Linked DNA regions of Mus musculus: region 2 is linked to region 1. A link is a contact called in public HiChIP or PLAC-seq data. All regions are on one chromosome and are shown on one strand. The core of a region is the stretch at or near the end of the contact, and the rest is flanking DNA. Distances in the headings are between cores, read along the strand shown.

Region 1 (6,708 bases), core at 463-2,962:
TACTGCCCAGTTTCCAAGCCAGCCACTCACCCTCTTACGTGTTTGCAAACCTGTCACAAGTCCTTGGCAAGCTCCAACTATGCCATATTTGGAGGGCTTGGCGCATTTGAGCTTTCTCCTCTCACCTCTGACCCTGTCTCCCATAGACATGTGCCTTTATTCGCTAGTTTCTTCTGCTTGAACTATACTTCACCACCGTGGCAATACCCACTAGCCATTTGAAATCCACTCACTACACCATCTTCCCTGACCTTGAGGAGTGGACTCCTGTCCTTCTGCATCTCTGCATGTACCAACAGGCTAGGCTTGACTACATGTTCCCACAAGGGAAACAGCACGGTTTACTGTGTATCTTCAGTCCCTGATCAGAGTCTGGACCTATTCAATACTCAGCTAGGCTTGACAGGGTAAAACTGAAGGACAAGGGGGTAGAAGATAGGGCACAGGTAGCACAGGGGTGGACCTGTGTCAGCCCTTCTTTTTAGGTAATTGTTTGTAGTTACAATGTATGTATGTATTAATGTGCTGAGCTATATAGGACATGTGTATGCAAAAGTATAGGCACCTTAAAACCTGAATTCCCAGGATAAATGTGAACTTTTCTCTTATAACTGCAGTTGCTCGTAGGGAAGGGTAGAACATGGTGTATGTGCTGTTTTTTAGGAATTTAAATTCCCGCCAGGCAGTGGTGGCGCATGCCTTTAATCCCAGCACTTGGGAGGCAGAGGCAGGTGGATTTCTGAGTTCGAGGCCAGCCTGGTCTACAGAGTGAGTTCCAGGACAGCCAGGGCTACACAGAGAAACCCTGTCTCGAAAAACCAAAAAAAAAACAAAAAAAAAAAAACAAGACAGATGAGTTCAACGCCAACCTGGGTTACACAGTGTAAAGCCCTGTCTTAAAACAACCACCAAGAGCTTAACCTGACACTCAAGTATTTCAACCAATTATACATCTTCTCGTATGTGGATCATTTTTACCTCTTTTTACCCCTTTTTACAGTTTTGCATTTTATCCCTGCAAAATTATGCTGCTGACCATTCCGGAACAATGAAAGCCCAGTCGCCGGGCTGTCCAGGACACTGGTGGTGAGCGCAGCACACAGAACCGGCTCCCAGTTGTTTCAACAAGATGGAAAAAACAAGCACAAAATACATCGCGGGGCAAAAAGCATCTGCACACTCTGAACACTCAGACTCATTTCCCGAGTGGAGTGTTGAGTAACATGCTCAGCAGTTAGTTCTAAGTCTCTCACCCGGTGCCCATCCAGAGAACACATGGATATTTAATTCAATCCAGTTAAAAGTATTGCATCCAAAACATTCTTAAGATATCACAGTAGCCCAGGAATTGAGCAAACCACTCAGGGGATTCAGGGTTCATCTTCCTAACAGCTACTGAAATGCTTTGCCACCCTAGGGATAGGGTGGGCTTGCTTCCTCTCCTTGGGACGCTTCTGATGTGCATGTAGCAGCGGTAGTGACATCACTGGACTCCCCTCCAACTCCACAGGTTCGGGTTCCCAGGAGCTTTCTTTCCTGGAATCTGGTATTCATTTTGGCAGAGGTCACAGGAGTCATGTGAACGATGAAGAGGGCGTGGGTGGCAAGCCAAGTGTCTGTGTCACTGGGGGGGGGGGGCATTACTGTGGCTGCGACTCCCTACTGAGATCAGTGGTTGCTCTGTGTGTTGTGAGCAAGAGGAGAGGGTTGGCCTCTTCCTCCACTCTAGACCTCTCAGCTTGAAAAGGGAGCAGATTCACCCCACATACCACACATAGGCATGTGTGTCTGCATGCATGCCTGCTCTCCTTCCCCGTCCCCTCACAATCTCTTTCCTGTCTATGGAGATCAGATCATAGGCTGAGCTGAACAACACCCCCAGGTTGCTTCCAAAGGCTGATGCAGCACCAGGCATCCCCCAGGCCTCAGAGCTGGCCAGGCATGGGTGTGTGAAAGACTGTCCAGGGGTGTGGGGTACTGCCAGTTTTCTGAAGGGCAGGAACTGCACCTCCTCCAGTTTATTGCCTTATGCACCCCAAACAAAGCCCACCCCCAAGCCCTTATCAGGACATTTCAGATAGGTTTGACACTAAGCAAACACTGATTAAACCAAGCAATTTCTCACACATCCTTCAAGATCTGCTGGAAATCCAAAGTAGCCAATTCTCTTGGAACTCAGATTTGGCACGTGTGCAGTGCCCGTCTCTGTGCCCCAGCCTTTAATTCCTGCTGAGTAGGAGCCCAACAGTAACCACAAGTAGACTTGTATGCTAAGTCTTCCCTGAAAAACACATACTTTTTTTTTTTTTTTTTTTTTTTTTTTTTGGCCTCAAACTTGCTATGTAGCTTAGCTCCTAATCTTCTTGCTTCCAAGTACTGGGGATTATAGACATAGACCATCATACCCAGCTTTGTGCAAGCCTTGGGAAGTGAAGAAACCGAGGAAAGTTGACTCTGTTTTCCTCTTTCTTTATTAAAAGATAAGAGAAGGCTCAGAGACAAGAGACTGCAGTGGCTAGAGAAAGAACCAGGAGGATACCTGGAGCTCGTTCCAGGTTCAGTGAGAGACCTCATCTTTAAAAAAAAAAAAAAAGAAAAGAAAAAAGAAATATATATCTTTATATATTTACCTATATTTATATAAATATTTATATAAATTTAAACAAACAATTATGTATTTATATAAATTTATGCATTGATATGTTTATATAAATTTATGTATATATTTTATATGTTTAAATTATATATAAATATATATTTATTTACACATACACATATATATTCATACACATACACACATGAAATCCACTGAGAAGACACCAGATCTCAGGCACTTGCATATACACATATCTGTACATACACACACACACACACACACACACACACACACACACACCCCTATACATATACATGTACGGCTCATGCCATCATTCACTGGAACCGGACTAATAACAACAAGAATTTAATGTGCCAGCCATTGTTCCCTGGGCCTTAAGGTAACTAGTGGTTCTGTGGCCTAGCTATCTAGCCCCTCTGGGCGTCCAGCCTGACACTCTCTCTTGTTGGCAGACCTCAGTCATGTCTGAAGGAGAAACACCCAGGTTAGAGGAGAGACTTGGCCTCTGTGGGTGGGAGTGGAGACCAGGGCCGCAGAGGCAAGGCTCACAAGAAAGGACTCCATTTGAGTCGTCTGCCGAGAGTTAGGTCAGCTCTGGGAAACTCGTTCCCAGGCAGTTTTTGAAAAACCAAAAGAGGTCATTTTGTTCTCCCTGAGAAAGGAAATCCCCTAAAGAGAGCAGTGGGCGGAATTTCTGAGGGCACGGAGTCTCTGGAAGCCAAAGGCGGGGTCAGGGAGGCCAAGGCAGTGGGATCATTACACAACCCCCTCTCCTTGGGAAAAGCCCAGCATCCTTCCTGCCTGGAGTGAGCCGGAGGCCACGGGCTCCATCTGCTGTGCCCTGGTGAGACACACACCAAAGAAACCCAGTTACTGGCCTCCATCTATTCTTTCCCTTGATAGACGCCCAGCAGAGGGTGTGGTGTCTCAGACAACAAAAACAAACAGAAGATCGTATCTGTACGTCTGTGTGGGGCCGGGGTGAGTGTTGTGTATGTAAGTGCAGGTACCCATTGTGCTGTGCAGTTTTATGATAGCTTGACACAGCGAGATATCTGAAAGGAGGGAAACCTCAACTGAGAAAATGCCTCTATAGGATCCGGCTGTAGGGCATTCTCTTGATTAGTGATCGATGGAGGCAGACCCAGCCAGTTGGGTGTGGGGCAATCCCTGGGCTGGTGGTCCTGGGTTCGATAAGCCAGCAGGCTGAGCAAGTCATGGGGAGCAAGCCACTAAGCAGCACCCCTCAATGGCCGCTGCATCAGTTCCTGCCTTGATTGAGTTCCTGTCCTGATTTCCTTCAATGACAAACAGTGATATGAAAGTGTAAGCGAAATAAACCCTTTCCTCCTCAACTTGGATTTTGGTCATGGTGTATTCAGCACAGCAATAGAAACCTTAATAAGACACCACAGTGGCCAAATGAGGGCTCAGATCCTCTGGAACTGGAGGTAAAGGCAGTGTGAGCCCTCTGAGGTCAGTACTGGATCCCCCACAAGAACAGTAAGCATTTTTAACCACGGAGCCATCTCTCCAGCCCTTAGGACTTGCATCTAAGGCCATAGAAGGGGTGACACTGAGTCTACACACAGCCTCTGTACTGCCCTTGCTGCCAGGCAATCTCTGTGGAGATATGGGAGTGTGCGCCCCTGCCCTTCCTGGGACTGTCACGGTGGGTATACTGAACTGGAAGTCAAGGTTAGATAGAGTCTGGTCTGTTTCCACGGGAAAATGGCCCTGGCTTTGGACTTCTGGAGGCCTGCCTGTAAAAAATAAATCACCTTGCATCAATTAGATTGCATCAGCATTGAGCACCTACTATGCACCAGTGTGGGAAACCAAGCACAGGGAACACTAGGATTTCTATGAAAGCTCAACCTGGAGGAGTTTACTTTCTAAACTGATCATTCCAACGCAATGCCTCCTGCTCCAGCGGTTGCCGGGCTGAACTGACATGGCGCATACACGCGTGTCTACCAGCTCCAAGGATCACGGTGATTTTCCAGAGGCACAAGGAGAACCAGAAGCAGGGCAGGACACTAAGAGTATCTCAGGCAAGGCCTCCCCTCTCAGCAGGGCCTCCAGCACAGAGGCAGGGGTAGAGGGGGGTGGGGGGAGGGGGGAGGGATTGGGGATGGGCCTGTCTGCCTCCTGCTTCCACCTGCTAAGGTAGCAGTGCTAGCTCTCTTTCTCCCCCTCCTCCCTCCATCTCTTCCCTCCTCCCTCCATCTCTCTTTTCTTTCATTTGTCTTTTTTTCCTTTTGCTCCCACTATTCTACAAGGGAGTCCTCCACATGGGGAATCAACAGAACATTCTTGTCCCATCAGACAAGAGTCGTTGGGGACTCCCATGGGACTGGGAGGGGAGGTAATCCCTGAAGGTCCTATGCGGGAGTTTCCCCATCTTTCTGCCTCCCAGCTGTGTCGCTGGGAAGCTCCTGTGGTCTTCTTCCTCCCGCTGGCTTCCCCCATTTTCTCCCTTTGCCTTCTCTGTCCATCATGGGCGTGCTGGGATAGATTTCTTCTGGCCAAATGAGTGGAAGAAAGGAGAGAAAGAGAGACCACAGAATAGCAGCACTAATGTCCTCGGAGAGCAACTCTCTGAGTTACCAGAGGAGGTGAAGTAATAGACTCCAAGAGTGAAACAGGAGAAGACAGAGACGAACCTTCTGAGATGGGGGAGCATTTAGGAGTTGGAATGAGGCGACAGTATCGGAGAAGGAGAGGGGAGGGGCTGAGCGGTGTCCTGGTTTGAACAGAGCATCCCTTTGGTGTTTTGTCAGTTTGAACAGCAAGGGATGCTGAGGATGATCGGGGAACAGTGGACCCTGCAATGGGAAGAGGTGTTACTTGAGGGCCAGGCAGGGGAAGTGTTCAAAGGGGGAAATGGGGAGGCTTAAGTAGATACTTTGAAACAATACTCCTCCACTACAGGGGTGAATAACAAGGATGTCGTGAGCCTGGGGTTGAAGAGAGGGACCCTAGATGGATGTTCTTGTAAATGTATTCTTTTGGAAGGTTATGGCTTTAGCAATCTGTATTTCTTGTTACCACACATATATTCATGAGAGTTCCTTTGTCATAACCCCTCCCTTCCTTCTCTCTCTCTCTTCCTCTTTCTTTTTTTTTTCTTTCACTCATTATTTTGTTTCTCTATAGCCCTGGCTTACCCCAAATGGAGGCAACCCTGCCTCAGCTATAGACATGAGACACGAGACCTAGCTTCTTTCTCCTCCCTCTTCCTCTTCTCTTCCCTCTCCTCTTCACCCTCTCCTCTCCTTCTTTGCCCTCCTCTTCTTCCTTTATCCGCTCCCCCCCCTCTCTCCCCTCCTTCTTTTCTCCTTCGTTTCCCTCATTCATTTTCGTTAGGACTTGACCAAAGCACTTCCATATCGTTTCTGGTGACTTCCAAGTGTTCTTTCCCGGAGTTCAGCGGGGACTAAATCTACATTACTTTGGGGATATCTGGCAGTGTTCCTCTAAGCACGTGGCCACGTCAGCACTAGGTCAGGAGGCAGCTGTGTTTTCCATGGATTATGCCAACACTCACAGAATCTGATCTGATGCCATCTGTTCTAGCCTCTCTGTTTTACACAGAAGGAGACGGGCAGCCAGAAGAGCCCTTGTTCTCTGTCCGTTCCCTAGTTTCCCCAATCAAAAGGTGAGATGGCCTCTGTTCCACTGTGGGGAGGGAAGACAGGTGAGCCGGGAGACATGGCCCCGTCCTGTAGCTCTCCTGCCTTCATGCTAGTCTTCTCTCTTTTTAAAATCACTCTAACCTTAGCCACATCACCTTTTACAGGAACCTTAGGTTACTTCCATTTCAAACTGGATGTGTAAGAACGTACGGTAGAACTGCGAGTGTCCCAGTAGTACAGAAGGTAGTCTCTGCACAAGTATAAGAACTTGGATTGGATTCCCCCAGGCCCTGTAAAGCCACGAGTGTTAACCTCTCTATAATCCCAGCCCTTAGAGGAGGCAGAGACAGGAAAAGTCCCAGTAGTTTATGATCCAGGTAGCCCAGCTTAGGCAGCAGCAAACAACAAGAGACCCGGTCTCTCAGGCAAGGTAAAAGGCAAGGAGCATCCCTT
Region 2 (6,387 bases), core at 1,425-3,924, 240 kb before region 1:
AATAGAATTGGTGGCTTGCAAGCCTGTAATTGTAGGGCAGGCTGGGCCGATAGAAAATTACCTGAAGAGTTGATTTTGTAGTTTCCATTCTAAAGACTAGAAAGCTGATCAGAATTTCTGGGTTGCATCTGGAGGCGTTAATCAGTTTTCCATGATCATAACAAGTACCTGAGGTAAAGGACTTATAAAGAGAGACGTTTACTTTTGCTCAGTCGCCTCTACTGCTTTAGGCCTGAAGCAGAGCATCATGGGAAGAGTGCATGCTGACCTTTCGTTAGGGAAGTAAAAGAAAGGAAAAGACCAGGATCCCACAGTCTCCTTCAACCATGGCCTCTTCCCTCGTGACACCAGGATGGCCTCTACAGAAATACCCATCAACTTTCTATAGCACAAAGCTGGGGGCGGGGGGGAGGGGGCGGCTAAACATTCCACACAGGTGCCTCAAGGAATATTCAAAGTCCAGGCTGCATCAGGTAGCCAGAATTACCAGAAGGTAAAATGCCTTCTGGAGCTTTGCTTGGTCTGAGTTCCAAGACCTTGCCTGATTATGCGAGACCCACCTGTACCTGTTACGGAGGTGGATCTGCCTTATTCAGTCCACGGATGTCAGTAACTGTATCAGAAAATACATCACATTGTCATGGAGACTGGACTCTTCTAAAGCGTTGGACATCCTAACCCAGCCAGGATGTTGTGGGAAAGCCACTCATCCCACAGATATTGATAGGTTTCAGTCACAGGTTTGAGGCTTTGAAATATCCTAAAATTAACTTTGGTTCAATGTCTGTGGGAGCCCAGCGCTCCAAGGATGGTCTTGAAAGGCTGAGGATTTGGAGCTGGGCGATTCGCCTTCAAATGTCATCTCTGCAGCTTGGCGGCATCAGGTTTTGAGTCTTTGTTTCCACATTCATGAGCTGTTATCAGGCTACTCTGGTAATTAAATGAGAGAATGTTTTTACAACTCTGGAATACAGTGGCAGTCACCATAGTGATTGTAATCTCATTTTTATATCATGTTTCAGTTTTTAACTTCCTTTCTGTCCTTTATGTTGTGAGAGCTATTGAAGACTCTTGGTATTGTTTATGGGGGAAATGGAATAAAAACCTAGTATTTAATTTAACATTTTGTTTAGAGAATACTTGGAAAATTAAAGAATGCATGTCATATGTGACTTTATATGTTCTATAGAACATTATCACCTGGAGGGCCCATGAAGGGTGGTGTAGACTGTCAGCCACACAGCTTAGGACATGAAGGGTGGTGTAGACTGTCAGCCACACAGCTTAGGACAGAAAGGCTGGATTACTGTGCTTTAGTCATTGATGTGTGCGTCTCTGAAGTCAGGGGTCATGCTTACATACATTTAAGAGCGTACGCTTTGTTTCTTGTTTTGATGTTTGTGTTTGCATTTTGAATGTTTAGTGGTGACTGGCTCTGATATTTTGCCTAGAAATCGAAAAAAAAAATCTTTGATTTGAAAGATTTTAAAATTCTGTTGGGTTTATTTTTTATATGGATGGTGTATTTTATTTCTGATTTTTGATGAAATATATCATCTTGGCGGAGGTGTTGGTGGAGAGCTGTGCCAGCAGTTAAGAGCACTGGTATTTCCTCCAGAGGAACCTGGTTCCATTCCTGGGACCCACGGCCCTCTCTTTGTCCTTGACAGACACTGCAGACAGGAGGCACACGCAGGCAAAACACTCATACACTCCAAAAAACAATTGTCTTTTGAGATAGGGTCTCCTCAGATTGCCTGTAGCTGCGGCTGGTTTCGAATGCTGATCCTCTGGCCTCCATCTTCTAGGTAGACCATAGGCTTGTGCCACCGTGTCTGGTTACTGGAACACATTGAAGCATTGATTGTAATGAAGAATTTGCCTCCTGAAGTTGGCCCCACTGCTGTAGGAAGCATGCCATGCACTCGCTGCTGTGGTTTTCTGAGAAGCTGCTGCTTGCATGTTAGTATCAGGCTTAAGTCTCGGTGCATCATTATAAGGAGGGCCTTGGAAAGTCACATGGGCATTGCTGTGATTGACTGCTTTATGGCTGTTGCCATAGTGAGAGATAAAAGTCCCTGCAAGTGGGGTCATTGCATCTCTGTCTTCCCTACATGGCGGGAGATGGGATGAGAGTTTATTTAGGAACTTGCTGATACAGAATACTTGATAATAAGTACCACGTGGAAAATGGAATCTCCTTTTAGAAAGAGCTTTGCCCAAGGTGATGCTACATTGACGTGTGTGTGTGTGTGTGTGTGTGTGTGTGTGTGTGTGTGTGTGTGTGTTTTCTGTAAGGACAAAAGTGACTCTTAATATCATTGTCCCAGTCTCAGCTTTTTAAGAGCAAGCTAATTATTTTCAGGTCAGTGGAAGCAGTGCCTGGGATATTACAGTCAGAGGGGAACGGTGCTCATATATGATGTACAGGCAAAGTAAAGTAGATACATACATTGAGGTGGACATGGAGAAAATGGACCAGAAAGGTGGAGAAGGCAGAACTCAGCAGCTTGTTTGCGAGGGTTGATGGCTTAAGATACTCACTCCTAAGAAGATCTAACTGTCCCTTGTCCTCACAGCCACTCTGAAGTAGAAACTATTAAGTTAGGCATGTCTACAGGTCAGCAGCCCACATTCTTGACAGTGAATGTGTTTCAGAGTCATGATTTCAGAGTTTTCTCCTCCCTCCTCCTGCACAGTGCTGGGACAAGGCGCACCATAATCGAGCGCATGACTAATTCTGCCGTGAGGTGCAGAAAATCCCATACTTTTGTGGGATGACTATAAATAGCCTCGTGTCAACTCAGGTCAGGGTTTGCTGCAGATGAGTTCTCTCCTGCCCAAGGCCTTCGCTGCTAACTTAAAACCATTAGACAAAAAAAAAAACAAAAAAAAACAAAAACAAACTTACCTGACATACAGGGCTTTTAATTTCAGACTTGGGGATAAGGGTTACAGACTAGCATTTCTATTTTTACAGTTAAGGTAGATGCATAGAATGGTAATTTCTCCAGTTTTCTGAGTCTTAAAAACTCTTTTTAGTTTTGTTTTTACTGATGCGCTTGTGATAGGTCTAAGCCCTGGAATGCTGGTGCCTGGGGTCCACTGGTGTCACTGTGGACCTGGAAGTACAGGCAGCCGTGAGTCCCCTAACCTTGGTTGTGGAAACTCAGCTCCTAGGCAATGGCAGGATGTGCTCTTAACCACTAAGCTAGTCCTCAGTCCTTCGCTTCCCCAGTTTTACTTGAGCCTGTAGAAGTAAACTGTGTGTCACCTCTTGCTCTTCTGTGAGGTGGGATCTGGCGTTTCTAGAATAAGAAGGGATACCTACAAATGGCAATAGAAATTTCCCTTACCTTCTGTGGTTAGCTCAAGGTCTGATTTATTAACCCCTCCCCCCCCCCAGGTGCTTTGAATTAAATGTATGACCTTGTGTATCCCCAGCTTTCACCTTCCAGTTTCCCACCTAAACCCATTCATTATTAGTGTAGTGTGAACTGTCAGCAGTATGAACGAAATCCGATCTGTGCTTACTGTTTTTACAACACTTCCTGTTATTATCGCGATACCACACACTTCCAAATGTTCTCTGACACTTACATACAGTTTCAGCCCACAAGAGCATTTTATTAGTATTATTTTTAATACTAATATACTAATTTATACTTTTAGTGCTTTTAATACTAATTAGTCTAATTAGTACTAATTATAAATATTAGTGTTATTTTTCCCCTGCTAGTGATTTCTTAATTTTGTCTTTGTTACAAAAAGCAAAAGTAGTTTGAGATCAAGCCAGAACCAGATTTACTGGTTTATAATAAATAAACAACACTGTACATTTTATCCCTGTTCTTCAGGGTTCCGAGCATAGCCGTTACCGTTTTCCTTGGGCATTAACTGGAATATATTTAACTATGACTACAGTTTGTTTGAGGAAGCGGATTGAGAAAACGCAGGAAAGGCTCATGGTGCCTGGCTAGAGATGCTGAGAGTCTTACAGCCCAGCTGCCTGGGTTCAAGTCACATTTCTCTGTTCTCTATGTACCGGAGGGTGATGCACTGTGCTTACAAATGTCGACATCCCTCACCAATTGGCAGTTTAACTTTGAACATGTAAATGATCATTGTAAGCCCACTTTTGAAAGACTGAGTATAGGGGAGAGTATAGGTTTAAGCAGGTGGTGCAAGCCTACCTTTAATCCCAGTACTCAGAGCTCTGTGAAGAGCCTGGTCTACAGAGCAAGTTCCAAGATAGCCAAGAGAAACTCTGCCCCCAAAAAACAAAAACAAAACCAAATCAACCCAAAATTCAGCTGGTTGTAGGGACTCATGTCTTTAATCAGAGTAGAGGCAGGCAGCGCTGTTTGAGTTCAAGGCTAACCTAAGGTGAATTCGGGGTAGCCAGGGTTATATAGAGAGAACCTACATCAACCCCTTCCTCCTAAATTTAAATCAAAGCTGAACATTGTCTGGTCCATACACTTTATTTTATTGGTCTACATATTTTAAAATTTAATAACATTTTCATATTACAAACTATACTGTTTCAAGGTTTCATGTTGTGTCAGTTTCTGAAGAACTCTGGTCATGATTGGTTTTTTTGTTTGTTTGTTTTGTTTTTGTGTTTTGGGTTTTGTTTGTTTGTTTGTTTGTTTGTTTGTTTTGAGACAGCATTTCTCTGTGTAAGCAGACCTGGCTGTCCTGGAACTCACTGTAGACCAGGCTGGTCTTGAACTCACAGAGAGATCCACTTGCCCCCACCCCCAAGTGCTAGGATTACAGGCATGTGCCACCACCATCAGCTAGGACGCTGTTTGTTTTTTGTAAACTGTCCATATAAGCATTTTAACTTGTATTTTTTGCACAGAAAAGCCTAGTGGAAAACACTAAGTTCTGGGTACTGGGGATGGAACTCGATTGGTAGAGTGCTTGTTTCCTGGGCACCAAGCCCTCGGATTCAATCCCTAGAATCACATAAACTGGTGTCCCAAGTCACTTTTCTATATGTGATAAAACGCTATGACCAAGGCAACTTACAAAAGAAAGCTGGATAATTGTGCTTATGGTTTCAGAAGGCGGGGAAAGTGCGTGGATGTGGAGTAAAGGAATGGCAGCCAGAACAGGCGAGAGCTCAGGTCTCCACTGTAAGCAGGAGGCAGAGAGCACACTGGGAAAGTCTTCTGAAACCCTGGCTTGGCCCCTAGTGACATACTCCCTCCTGTAAAGCTATGCCTCCCAGTCCTTCCCAAACAGTTCTACCAACTGAGAACCAAGTATTCAAACAAATGAGCCTGTGGGGCCTGTTCCCATTCAAACCACCACAACTGGCTATGGTGGTGTATGCTCGTAAACTTTGTATTTGATGATGGAGGCAGAAGGGTCAGAAGTTCAAGGCTGTCTTTCTTTCGGAGTTTGAGGTCAGCCTAGGATAGATAGGATTCTTATAACAACAACAACAACAACCCCAAGTCCAAGAATTTTATTATTTGTCGTGCTAATGCATGTTGGAAGCAAGAACAAGGTAAGGAAATATAAATTTACCTTAATGTCCTACTATTTTGTGTGATGAGAGATTCAGCAAAAGTGAATTTTATTTACTTAGTATTTTATTTTACTTAGTGTTACCATTTGGAGGCTAACTTTCTTTGTTGTTTCAAGGAGATTTGGGATGGGGGTGGAAGGGGAAAGAGAGAGAGAGAGAGAATATGAGAATATGAGAATGTGCATGTGTAGTTAATGGGTGCCCACTGCTGAAGATGAAGAGTGCTTCCTTTTAAAGGTGAGTGTTTGTAGTCCAACTGGATTGCTGTGAAAGCCAGGGAAATGCAGATAGTCACCCAGTTCAGAACCCAGGCAGCTAATCCACTAAGTCTCGGTTGCCGATCAGTAGCAGACATTGTGAGTTTGAGAGGAGAGCCCTTGCCAGTACCGTGGTCCAGAGAAGGTCTCTTTGCCAATCTTGGTCTAATTCCTGCAGATCCTGACTTTGTTTTCCGAAGACATTTCTAGGTGCCATCATAGTGGTCATAGAAGTTGAAGTAAAATGAGGTAGGAAAGTTGTTGAGTTAGACCTCGTGGACCAAGGTCCTGATCCCAGGAGAGAATGGCCCATTTGAGTAAGCCGGAGCAGTTTGGGATACCCATGCCCCGCACATGGAAGAAGCTTCGTTAAGTTCATAAGTCATCAAGAGTGATTCAGTGAGTGGGCAGGTGAATGAATATTCTGGATTATAGCGTTAAGGACGACACTTGGCCAGTGTTTATACCCTTGTTACAGAGTGTGTCTACCCTTCCCTGAGTCCTTTGGAGAACTGAAGTATTCTGAGTAAGGGGAGGAAATGATCGGGCTTTTGTTTCTAGTTGAAGGTAGAGTAGTAATCAGGGAGC

What was found. HiChIP or PLAC-seq counts read pairs in DNA pulled down with a chosen protein or histone mark.
Region 2: a CTCF HiChIP or PLAC-seq map of the NIH/3T3 cell line shows a contact between it and region 1, with 7 read pairs. The contact joins two enhancer-like sites. A contact is called at or near these places in 1 of 15 datasets of contacts at CTCF or cohesin (the NIH/3T3 cell line), 1 of 115 datasets of contacts at active chromatin or transcription factors (pancreatic cancer cells) and 1 of 9 other capture datasets (adipose tissue).

Annotation. Positions count from the first base shown.
Region 1 is chr1:153,045,020-153,051,727 of GRCm38.p6, reverse strand. The region is part of intron 1 of Nmnat2 (nicotinamide nucleotide adenylyltransferase 2); the gene reads right to left. Among named protein-coding and RNA genes, the nearest start is that of Nmnat2, 93 kb to the right of the region's middle. Within about 2 kb of position 1,712, at least 37 of the 459 cell types and tissues checked have an H3K27ac peak or open chromatin away from gene starts, as enhancers often do. A contact at or near this core is called in the NIH/3T3 cell line and pancreatic cancer cells, where this site is marked.
Region 2 is chr1:153,288,733-153,295,119 of GRCm38.p6, reverse strand. The region is part of intron 1 of Lamc1 (laminin, gamma 1); the gene reads left to right. Among named protein-coding and RNA genes, the nearest start is that of Lamc1, 41 kb to the left of the region's middle. Within about 2 kb of position 2,674, at least 86 of the 459 cell types and tissues checked have an H3K27ac peak or open chromatin away from gene starts, as enhancers often do. A contact at or near this core is called in the NIH/3T3 cell line and pancreatic cancer cells, where this site is marked.